3 separate regions of the Gossypium hirsutum genome follow, and regions 1 and 3 are each linked to region 2. The links are chromatin contacts, called in public Hi-C maps. All regions are on one chromosome and are shown on one strand. The core of a region is the stretch at or near the end of the contact, and the rest is flanking DNA. Distances in the headings are between cores, read along the strand shown.

Region 1 (3,935 bases), core at 451-2,950, 220 kb before region 2:
ACCAAACAGCAACCTCTAATTCTAAGCAAAAAATCATACCGTCACCTCCTCCCTGATCTCAAATCGAGCCCCCCTAAGATCATCGATCTTCAAGGAAATCAACACGGCCAGTAAAAGCCACCAGCCTTCATACCCTCACCCCACGGCCTTCAATATCCTCCTCTCGTCAGAGCCCCCTTCAAATTCCTTGCGATACTATCAGAGAAGCATTTCCACCATTTCTTTCAACTTCCCCCAACTATTGCTCGCACCGATCGTTGTCCACCGCATCTCTCGCAAAATCCGACACACACCCCTCCAGATAAGTACTCCCCCTCTCTGGCTAGTATATGTGCAACTCTATTCGCATCTTTATGAACATGTCTAAATGAGCATCTTGTGAAACCTTCTGCTTTTTTTTTTTGCATCGTGTATATAAGCCCCTATAACCGAACCATTTTCATTGCAGGACCACATCCTTTTTGTCATCGACAAGGCGTCCCCTTCCACCAGCACTTCTCGAATCCCTAAAAATATCCCCCAAACCACTGCCTGGAGATATTCAAGGGCCTCTACTACAAAACTCGTAGGTATATGACGATTCACTATTGTCTTTGAACCCACCACTTGATCCTCCTAGTTTCTGGTTACAATCTCCGTGCAAGATCTCCTGTCATTTCCTTTAAACGCTGCATCAAAATTTACTTTAAGGAAAGAAGCCTCTAGAAGCCTCCATCGTTCACACTTCACCCTTTTAACAGGTAATTTCCTTTGTACCCCATTAACCTCTCTAATATAAGCCTCGACTATATGAATTATGTCTTGAGATAATATGATCCTTCTGTCATGTATTAGCCTGTTTCTGGTTGACCAAATATACCATAGAGTACAAATCACTGCTCTGCATGTAGTAGTAGAGAAAGAGGAAACAATATAATTAAGCCAATCCTGTAAAGAACTATTTGCAATATTATCAGGCCATTCAAGATCTAACTTTCTCCATATTTCTGCTACAGACGGATAGTCGCTAAAGATATGCTCAGAAGTTTCGACATCTCTTGTACATTTTGGGCACATTGCTGAACTTCGTATCCTCCTATTGTACAAATTGTAATAGCTAGGGATGTAATTTTTAAAAATTATCTATGTTGTAATTTTTATTTTCTCTGGTAAATTGATCTACCAGAGTTTTTTTATAAAAAGTTTTATAAGTATCACTCCTATCAGCAGCCACAACACTTTGAATTAAGATCTTATAGCCACTTCTTTCTGAAAAATCATTTGACGGCTCCTCCCCCCACCCCATCATGTCCTCCTGCGGATTCCCAACAATAAGAATACATCGGACCCTTTCAGCAATTTCCTCACCCAAATGCACTGTGAGTTTATGCAGGTTTTTTACAAAAATAGTACCCAAAAAAATAAAAAAACCAAAATAATATATTCAAGAAACTATGTACCAAAATGGTACATCTAGGGAGGTCACGCCTCTGTCATGGGCGGCACCACTCTAGTTCTTTTGACAAAAAAAAAACACAAATCACACAAATCTGTTAAAAAAACAGGATTTGACAACTCACCTGAGAGCACCAGTCACGCTTAGGGTGGAGGCAGCCATGGAAGAAGAAGAAGAAGAAGAGGGCGTCAGGAAAGGAAAGAAAGAAAGAAAAAAGAAAGAAGAGAGAGGGAATGAAAGAGAAAAATAAGGGAATAAATAAATAAATAAGAAAGTTTAGGGTTTAGAGAAGAATAATTAAACCCGCGTTTTAATTGCTATAGTTATTATTTCTTTTCCTTTTCTGGTTTTTTACAAGAATAATTAAAGTGTTAAAAATATAATTTTTTTGTTATATAATTTAATTTATTATTATTATTATTATGTTGATTTCATTGGAATTTAATTTTTAATTTTATTTTTATAAGGTATTATTTGGTTAAAAAGAGTTATTAAGGTATGTTTGTATTTATTTTATATTTTTATTGATTTATAATTTATTTTTAATGTTTATTGAAGTAAAAAAATCTATTTATGTTATGTACAAAGAATGTTTTATTTTTATATAATTTATTTGTTATGTGTGTTTTAGGTTGATTAGATATATTTTTTATGTAATTTAAATTATTTGGCATGTTATAATTATTTGTTGTAATTAATCATTACAAATTGGTTACTTATCTTGTATAATTAACCTGCAAAATATTACACTGTACTAAATTATGAGTTAAAAATTTATATCAACTTTTAAAATAACATAAAAAAATTTATACCGACTTTTAAAATAACAATACATACAATTATACATATAATATTTCTATTGAATAAACAAAGAGAAAAATAAAAATAAATAGTACAAATTTATAAACTTAAATATTTACATATACAAATAATATAGAAATATAAAAAAAAGAGAGGGAAGGAAAGAGAAAAATAAACTTAAATGTTACAAAATAAGGAAAAATAAATAAATAGAAAGGAAAGTTTAGGGTTTAATATTACAAATTTATAAACTTAAATATTTACAGATAATAATATTTCTATATTATTTGTATATGTAAATATTTAAGTTTATAAATTTGTAATATTTGTATAATAATATTTCTTTATTATTTGTATATACAAATTAAATTTTATAACAAAAAAAGATTACCTTTTAAAAATTTTAATTATTCTTCCCTAAACCTTAAACTTTCCTTTCTATTTATTTATTTTCCTCAATTTTCTCTTTCCTTCCCTCTCTATTCTTTCTTTCCTTTCTTGCCGCCCTCTTCTTCTTCTTCTTCTTCTTCTTCTTTTTCTTTTTCTTCTTCTTCCATGGCAACAACACTGGTGCCGCCTATGGGGAAGGCGTGACCGGTGCTAGGTGAGTTGTCAAATCCTTTTTTTAACAGATTTGTGTGATTTGTGTTTTTTTTTTGTCAAAAGACCTAGGGTGGTGCCGCCCATGACAGAGGCGTGACCACCCCAGATGTACCATTTTGGTACATAGTTTCTTGAATAAATTATTTTGGTATTTTTTATTTTTTTGGGTACTATTTCTGTAAAAAAACCTGAGTTTACGCTCATCCTACTGTCTTTCCTGAGGATTAATCAACTCAGACACTAACCAAATTGATAAGTTCCCTCCACATGGTTGTATTTTTCTTTCAGGCAACCTCAGAATCTAAATTCTCCCAAATTCTGGTATTGTTCCCAGAACCCACTCGCCATCACCGAATCCCGTTTGAAGCATTCCCTTAGCAACACAAATGCTCTTCTAGGTATATGATGGCTAAGTGCCTAGATTTGCACTCATAAAACCAGTAGTTGAATAATACTTTCCTTTAAGCGATTGCGCTAAAAGTGAATTTAAACATTTAATCAAACGCCACCCTTTTTTTGCAAGTAACACAGTATTATATTTTGCCAAATTTTTGAAACCCAACCCCCTATCCTCCCTTAGCTTACACAACTTCAACTACTCACACCAATGAATGCCCTTTCTTCCCCCATGCTTTTGCCACCAAAATTTGCTTATAATTCGTTTTAGGTCCAAGCAAAACGATGTTGGTAACAAAAAGCATGACATTGCAAAGGTAGGAATGGTTTGCAAAACACTTTTAATAAAGATCTCATTATCCCCTGTGACAAAGGTTTAACACACCAACTCACAATATAGCTTCTTAATAGATCCTTCAAAACTTAGAAAGTCCATCTTTTATTCCGACTCATCATGTTTGGTAAACCCAAATACTACTTTGAATTAGTAGAGGAACGAACACCAAGACATCCATCAATATCTCCACTATTATGCTCTTTAACATTTGCACTAAAATAAAAAACAAATTTCTCAAAATTAACACATTGGTCCGACGCATTCTCATATTCAACCAAGATTTACTTCAAAATTATAGCTCCATTTTCTGTTGCCTTTCCAAAAAGGAAACATTCAACCAAGATTTACTTCAAAATTATAGCT
Region 2 (3,577 bases), core at 18-2,517:
ACCTTGAATCACGAACTCAAAACTTTGAACCTTAAACCTCGAACCTCGAACCTCGAACCTCGAACTTGAACCTTGAACCCCAAACCCAAGGTTGGGTTTAGGGTTCAAGGTTCAAGGTTAGTATTAGGATTTAGATTTCATGGTTCGGGGCTTAGGTATAGGATTTAGGATTCATGGTTCAATGTTCAAGGTTCAAGTCCAAGGTCCAAGGTCCAAGGTCCAGGGTTCGGTGTTCAAGATTTATGATAAAAAAATTTCCAAAATTATATGTCAATGACATGGAAAAATTTGTTAAAATATCATTAAGTAGTTGAAAAGAGACCATTGATGACGTGGTGGGAAGGGTCCATAAAATAATTTTTCTATTATTATAATTAGGTCCACTTTGGTACTTGTACTTTTTTTATCGACTTTGGTACTTGAACTTAGTAATTAGATTTATTTTGGTCCCTAAAATTGAAAAATATAAAATTTTAATGATGCGACACCTTGATACGTGTCAGACCATTACTTGAAAATTGAAAAAAAATTATATAAATTTTCAGGTAATGACGTAGTACAATAAAGTATCATAAAAAGTGTTCTAATAACCAGACTAGTCGTTGAATCAAATAGATTACTGGTTCCTAATTCAATCGGTTTGATCGATTAACTGCTAGACAAATAATAATTAAATAGATAATTAAAAATTCATAAAAATTTTTAAAAAATATTAATCTGATTCAACTATCATTTTTTGTCTCAATATTCTATTTTTATCAGTTTCGAACAGTTTTTTATTCAATAAATTCAATTTTTTTGTTTGGACTAGGGTATCAGTCAGTTTTTTATCCAATCCAGCCCAATTGACCAATCCAGTCATATCCCAAAAGCATTAATCACATTATCAAATATTGATGAAATTTAAATTTAAATATTAAAATAAACCCGATTGCCAAGTTCAAGTACCAAAGTAAAAAAAACTACAAATGCCTAATAATAATAATAATAATAATAATAATAAAAATAAAAGGTGACTACATTGATATGAGTGGCAACATATATACATAATAGACTTTTGTTGTATAAGAAAGAGTACGATGATAAACATTTGATGTTTTGGATTGAATTTGATAAAAAAGAAAAAACATTGAGACGATTTACTTTCTCATTTAAAAATCAAATCACCCGTCTTGGAAGTTAGTAAGCCGAATACTATGGGATGTGGGGAAGAAAAACAAAGGATGAGAATGTAGGTGTGAGTAGGAAGATGCAGTGGAAGACTTGATGAGGGATGCTGATGCTGGAGGAGGGTGCAGCATCTGAATCACAATTCAAATCTGGGTCCCTCTTCCCAGACAAGTATCACGGACCGTCCTTTCACTTCTCAGTAATCCCTCCCCTCGGCCCCTTTCTTTATCTATCTCTTCCTTCTTACCCCTAAATCCAATCTGCTCTTACTTTTAATTATGGTTTAATCATTTCATGCGTAAATAAACTGCTCAAAACTGGCTGTAAAGGCATTTCCCTTTTAACCCAATCTTCACCCCGCCCTTTTTCATACACTCTCATCACTACACAAACACACCCCAAACCAAATCCCTTTCATTTCACCTTTGTTCTTCCTTTTCTATCACTAAACTAAATAAATACCATCCATTTCTCTTTCTTTTATACCTATTATTACTCTATTCTAGTAGCTTTTAGCCTTTTACTTGGCTACTACTACAAATACTATTAATATATTTACATATTTTTAAACTAGCCTACGTAATTTGAGCTCAAAAGGTAGCTACAACAACTACAAAAACACACACAAAAATCAATATGTTTTCACCTCAGCAGCAGCTGGTCTCTCAATAGCAGCAGTTTGGTCGCTTTCTTGCACACACAAAAGCAAATTTCAACAACCGTGTATTTGTGTATGAAAAAGAAAGTTGGGGGGGAAGGGGTGACGGTGTTGCCTATCTACATCAATGGCTGACGAGACCGACTTTAAAGATATGGGTAAATATAGAAATGGAGGACGTAGTTGAATAGTGTAAGAAAAAAAAAGATAAAAGAGAGAAACACAGAGATATTCTCTTCAGTAATCATAGATTTTGTTGTTTTTCTTTTGAAATCAAATTAAAAAAAAAACCAGATCTCTGTAAGAAGAGTAATCTGTTTGTGTTTGGAGATTCCTTGTTCTCTTATGTTTTGAACTCGTTTTTTTAGCCGTTTTGAAAGCTAGTTGTTTTCTTATAACTAATTCTCATAACTATCAGTTTTGGGGGAAAAAGATGTCTGGTGATGGGTTTTCTTTACCTGTTTCAATAGGAGGGTTTGTTCATCAAGAACAAAATAATACAAACCCGAACAAAATAATACAAACCCTAACCCTAAATCCAATCCCGTTAAGAAGAAGAGAAATCTTCCAGGAAATCCAGGTAAGTTTGCTTGATCAATTCTTTTTTTTTCTCTCTCTCTTTTGATGATACCCTTTTCTTTGTTTTTATTGATGAACCGATTTATTCCAGTAATTAATTAATTAATTAATTAATGTTCTTTTATTTGTCACGTAACAGATCCAGATGCTGAAGTTATTGCTCTATCTCCCAAAACTCTCATGGCTACCAACAGATTCATATGTGAAATATGCAACAAAGGCTTCCAACGAGACCAAAACTTGCAGCTTCATCGAAGGGGTCACAATCTTCCATGGAAGCTGAAGCAAAGAAACAACAAAGAACCAGTTAAGAAGAAGGTATACATTTGCCCCGAGAAAACCTGCGTCCACCATGATCCATCGAGAGCACTCGGTGACCTCACTGGGATAAAGAAGCATTTCAGCAGAAAACATGGAGAAAAGAAGTGGAAGTGTGAGAAATGTTCGAAGAAATACGCCGTTCAATCCGACTGGAAAGCTCACTCCAAAACTTGTGGTACTAGGGAGTACAAGTGTGACTGTGGGACACTGTTTTCCAGGTACATAAATGCTCATAATCATGTATATATATATGTGAGGACTTCCTAATGATTAGGTCATAAATGGTTAGTGTAATGAATTTGGGGTTGTTTTAATGCAAACAGAAAAGACAGCTTTATCACACATAGAGCTTTCTGTGACGCCTTAGCTGAAGAGAGTGCAAGATTCAGTTCCGTTGCTGGTGCAGCCACAAATCTAAATTTCAGAAACGATGTTGTGAATCTGCCTATTGGATTTGGTGGAATTCCTCAGTTTGGTTCCGGTTTTACACAAGATGTCAGTGGGATGACTGTATCAGGTACTTGCATAATCCCTTCGCGTCTAAATCCCAGTTTTCTTTTGATATTATGATTAGTAAACGAGGCCATGTTCATCTTACTGCTAGGTCTGCCTGAGATGGTCCAAATGGCTTCAGGCAATCTATTTGGTTCATCTTCACTGAACAATTTTGGTACAGATTCCAATCCTCCTCTATTGCCATTGCCACAAGGTCTAAACGAAGAAGGTGGAAGCAAAGGCAAGTTGATGGAAAGCTTGTCGCCTCTCTACTCGGATACTCAAAACGAGCAATCCAAGCCTGCTGCACCAATGTCTGCAACTGCGCTCTTGCAAAAAGCAGCCCAGATGGGT
Region 3 (3,981 bases), core at 960-3,459, 210 kb after region 2:
CCACATTCAACATTTTTCTCATTCATAGTCTCAATATGATATCCATTTAGACGAATATCTTTAAAACTCAATAAATTTCTTTGAGATTTGGTGGAATATAAAGCATCATCAATGATAAATTTTGTACCTTTAGGTAACAATATAATAGCTCTTCCAGAGCCTTCAATAAGTTTTAAACTACCCGATATTGTATTAACATGGGCATTACTCATTGTCAAATGAGAAAAATATTTTTTATCTTTGAGTATCGTATGTGTTGTAGCACTATCTGCAAGACACATGTCTTCATTGATTTTGGGTCTATCGAAATTTTGTTGAATATTCATATTCTTCATAAAAACAAACAAAATATAATATGATAAACATTACAAATATTTATTAAATATATCAATTATTTTTTTATGCAAGAAAATAAAATATACTTAAAAAGTGTCAAAATAACATCAATTTTTCTAACGATTCTCAAAGAAATCTGCCACATCTAGATAAGTTATATTATTAAGGTCGTTAAATTTATCATCCTTGTAGGCATGGTCAGTTTTATTATTATAGTGAATATCTTCATCTTTTGCCTCTATTTCATCATTTTGGGATATAAAATTTGTCTCCATATGCTTTCCCTTCCTTTTAATGGATGCTTGATAAAGTTTCACTAAATGCTCAGACGTACGACAGGTACGTGACCAATGCCCCTTCATACCACATCGGTAGCATATATTCTCAACAATCTTTGAAGGATTATTTTGACCACTTCTTTCTTGTCTTTCATTGTTATTATTTTTCTGGTGGTTAGAAGTATCATTGTTATGACCACCATGATAACGATTACTAATACGTCCCCGACCACGTCCCCTACTACGTTCACGACCTCGGCCGCGACTTCTATATTTTCTATTTTTATAATTATTGTGTACTGCGACATTCACTTCAGGGAATGGTGCAGAACCAGTGGGACGAATTCCATGATTTTTCATCAATAGCTCATTATTTTGCTCAGCCACCAAAAGGCATGAAATCAATTCAGAATACCTTTTAAAACCTTTTTCACGGTATTGCTGCTGCAAGAGCACATTAGTAGCGTGAAAGGTTGAAAATGTTTTCTCTAACAAGTCCTTATCAGTTATGTTTTCTCCACATAATTTTAGTTGAGAACTAATTTTGAAAAGTTCTGAATTGTATTCACTTACAGTCTTAAAATCTTGCAACCGTAAGTGCATCCAATCATAACGAGCTTTAGGGAGTATCACAGTTTTCTGATGGTCAAATCGTTCTTTCAAATTTTTCCACAACTCAAGAGGGTCTTTCACAGTGAGATATTCCACTTTTAATCCTTCATGCAGATGATGACGGATGAAAATCATTGCTTTTGCAGTGTCTTGATTAGATGCTTCTTTATTTGCTAATATAGTATTTCCTAGACTTTTAGCATATAGGTGAATTTCAGCATCTAACACCCATGACAAATAGTTCTTGCCTGAGATGTCTAAGGCCGCAAATTCAAGTTTGGCAAGATTTGACATTATAATCACTTGAATCAAAATAAAAAAAATATTAATAAATTAATAAGTATTCTCAATCGTAAATAATTCAATTATATATACCAAATTTGCTAAATAATAATATGTATGTCAAATATTGGCATAAAGAGGAATAGTCATGATAATAACTTAACACAAATTAAATTAATTGAAATTTCTTTTAATAAAAAAATGTATATATAAATTATCATTATTAGATTTTAGTTGTAAAAATAAATATGCAAATGTTACCCAAAACAAATATTTCATCTAGAAAATAAAATAAAAGAATTATGAAAATACGTATACCGTATATAGTTTAACGGGAGTTATACGGGCAAATTATAAAAAGTCGAAATGACGTAAACTTCACTATGAATTCGTAGAAACTCATGCTGATAACGTGTTATAGAAAAATTAATAAAACAATAAATAAAAGAGGATGAAAATACGAGAAAATTTCATTATTTTATTTTCACTTACAAGGTACTATTTATAAGCTCCTTTACATTCAATTAATAAAGGTATTACATTGAATGAATTAAAGTTTTTTAATTACTTTATTTAATAATCTCTTAATTATAAATTAAGTAAAGAGTTTTATCTCATTACTTTAATATGCTTAAAAAGAGTTTACGACCTCCGTCTAATTTACAACAAAAAGGAGATTTTTTTAAATACAAAATAGAAAAGAACATAATTGGGGGCCGAATGGTAAGTGCCCAAAGTCAAGAAAATGGAGGTGAAAATCTGAGCATATCAAACTCAATACAAAATAAATTATAATAAAGAAAACCTGGAAATCTTTCCCATTTTCATCATCAATCCCTCTCTCAGTTTATAACTACAAAGACCGAATAAGATCACTCTCTTGAATCCTCCACCGTCCATTCCGTTGACTTCCCTTAAACTTCCCGAAAAGTCTAACCTCTTCTCATAACTCCAACCATACAGGGCCCTTCTCCTCCTTTGATCCCCCATTCCCCATTTCAACAACAGAAAATTACCCATAAAAGACTTATTTTCTTTTTGGGTTTTCTTTTGGTCTTCGGATTTAGGAAATAAGAAATTTTCAAAATTGGGAAGAAGTAGAAGAAACCCTAGTGTGTCATGATCAGATGTTATCGGGTGTAAGATAAGCGACACCATGATCAACACGGCCAACGGTACGATTTCGACCTCTTCGTCCTCGGCAAACGCTCAATCGCCGGGTTTGAAGACTTATTTTAAAACTCCAGAAGGTCGATATAAGCTTCACTATGAAAAGACTCACCCTTCTAGCCTTCTTCACTATGCTCATGGCAAAACTGTTACTCAGGTAACTTCAAATTCCTAGGGTTTCCTTTTTTTTCTTAAATTATTGAAAAGAAGACTATCTTTTGTGTTACTTATTTGGGTTTTGATCAAGACCAATCATCCGATTTCACTTTAAATTACTCTCTTTTGTTTTTCTTTATTTCTTTTTATTTTAGTGTGGGTTTTCCTTTTTGTGTTTTTGATACACTAATGTTATAATTAGATAATGAGAACATTTCCAATTTATTAGTGAGAAGAGGGGTTTTTACATGTACCCATCTGTTAGAAGAACTTGAAGAACATATTTTATTAGATCATTTTGTATCATCGGTGTTTAAGCATTATTGATTACAAGTTTAAGCTTCAAAGAGTTTGAATCAATGCCCTTAGTTATAAAGTCAAATTTTGATCGTTTTGCTTATACTTATGTATTATTCGTTTGTTGAGATTGTATTGATTAAGTCCGGCTGTCAGGTTACCCTAGCACATTTGAAGGAGAAGCCAGCTCCATCAACTCCGACGTCTTCATCGTCCAGCTACAGTGCCAGCAGTGGGGTCAGATCAGCAGCAGCAAGGTGGCTAGGTGCTGGGAACGGGAGCCGCACGCTTGGATTTGCTGGAGGGAATGGTGGGAGTAAAAGTATTGGTAGTACTAGTAGGATTGGGTCATTGGGTGCTTCAAGTTCTAGTAATTCAATCAATAATATGAATTTTGATGGGAAAGGGACTTATTTAATCTTTAACGTTGGTGATGCTATCTTTATAAGTGATTTGAATTCTCAGGACAAGGTAATTTAGCATTTTTTTTTGTTATGGTTTTTGATGTAAGAGAAGCCATCTGTTGTTTTTGAGAATATTGGTGTTTAATGTAGGATCCAATAAAGTCTATCAATTTCAGTAATTCGAACCCTATCTGCCACGCATTTGATCAAGATGCCAAAGATGGCCATGATTTGCTTATCGGGTTGAATTCTGGTGATGGTAATTCTTCTTAGCTTATTCTAATTTGCAATTTTAGCTCAAGGGTTTAAACTCTGCAAATTTATCAGTTCTGTGTGTATTACTGTAGTTTACTCTGTGTCACTGAGACAGCAGTTACAGGATGTTGGAAAGAAGCTTGTTGGGGCGCAGCATTACAATAAAGATGGTTCTGTCAATAACAGGCAAG

What was found. Hi-C and Micro-C count contacts between places; a contact is called where the count stands out from the background.
Region 1: a contact with region 2 is called in a Hi-C map of leaf, with 3 times the contacts expected there. The contact joins the promoter of LOC107948320 here to the enhancer-like site in region 2. A contact is called at or near these places in 2 of 34 Hi-C or Micro-C datasets (leaf and petal).
Region 3: a contact with region 2 is called in a Hi-C map of leaf, with 3 times the contacts expected there. The contact joins the promoter of LOC107948356 here to the enhancer-like site in region 2. A contact is called at or near these places in 10 of 34 Hi-C or Micro-C datasets (callus, hypocotyl, leaf and 2 more).

What each region holds. Positions count from the first base shown.
Region 1 is chrA04:68,687,053-68,690,987 of Gossypium_hirsutum_v2.1, reverse strand. It overlaps LOC107948320, which reads right to left and starts at 1,700. Exons shown (of 2, transcript XR_001697331.2): 1 at 1,560-1,700; 2 at 1-1,294. It overlaps LOC107933779 (a long non-coding RNA gene), which reads left to right and starts at 516. Exons shown (of 2, transcript XR_001693706.2): 1 at 516-740; 2 at 996-1,200.
Region 2 is chrA04:68,467,596-68,471,172 of Gossypium_hirsutum_v2.1, reverse strand. It overlaps the pseudogene LOC107948313. Among protein-coding and RNA genes, the nearest start is that of LOC121228803, 36 kb to the left of the region's middle. Within about 2 kb of position 1,267, at least 2 of the 9 cell types and tissues checked have an H3K27ac peak or open chromatin away from gene starts, as enhancers often do. A contact at or near this core is called in leaf, where this site is marked.
Region 3 is chrA04:68,258,734-68,262,714 of Gossypium_hirsutum_v2.1, reverse strand. It overlaps LOC107948356 (dystrophia myotonica WD repeat-containing protein), which reads left to right and starts at 2,209. Exons shown (of 11, transcript XM_041111084.1): 1 at 2,209-2,835; 2 at 3,288-3,602; 3 at 3,686-3,794; 4 at 3,883-3,976. The coding sequence starts at 2,665.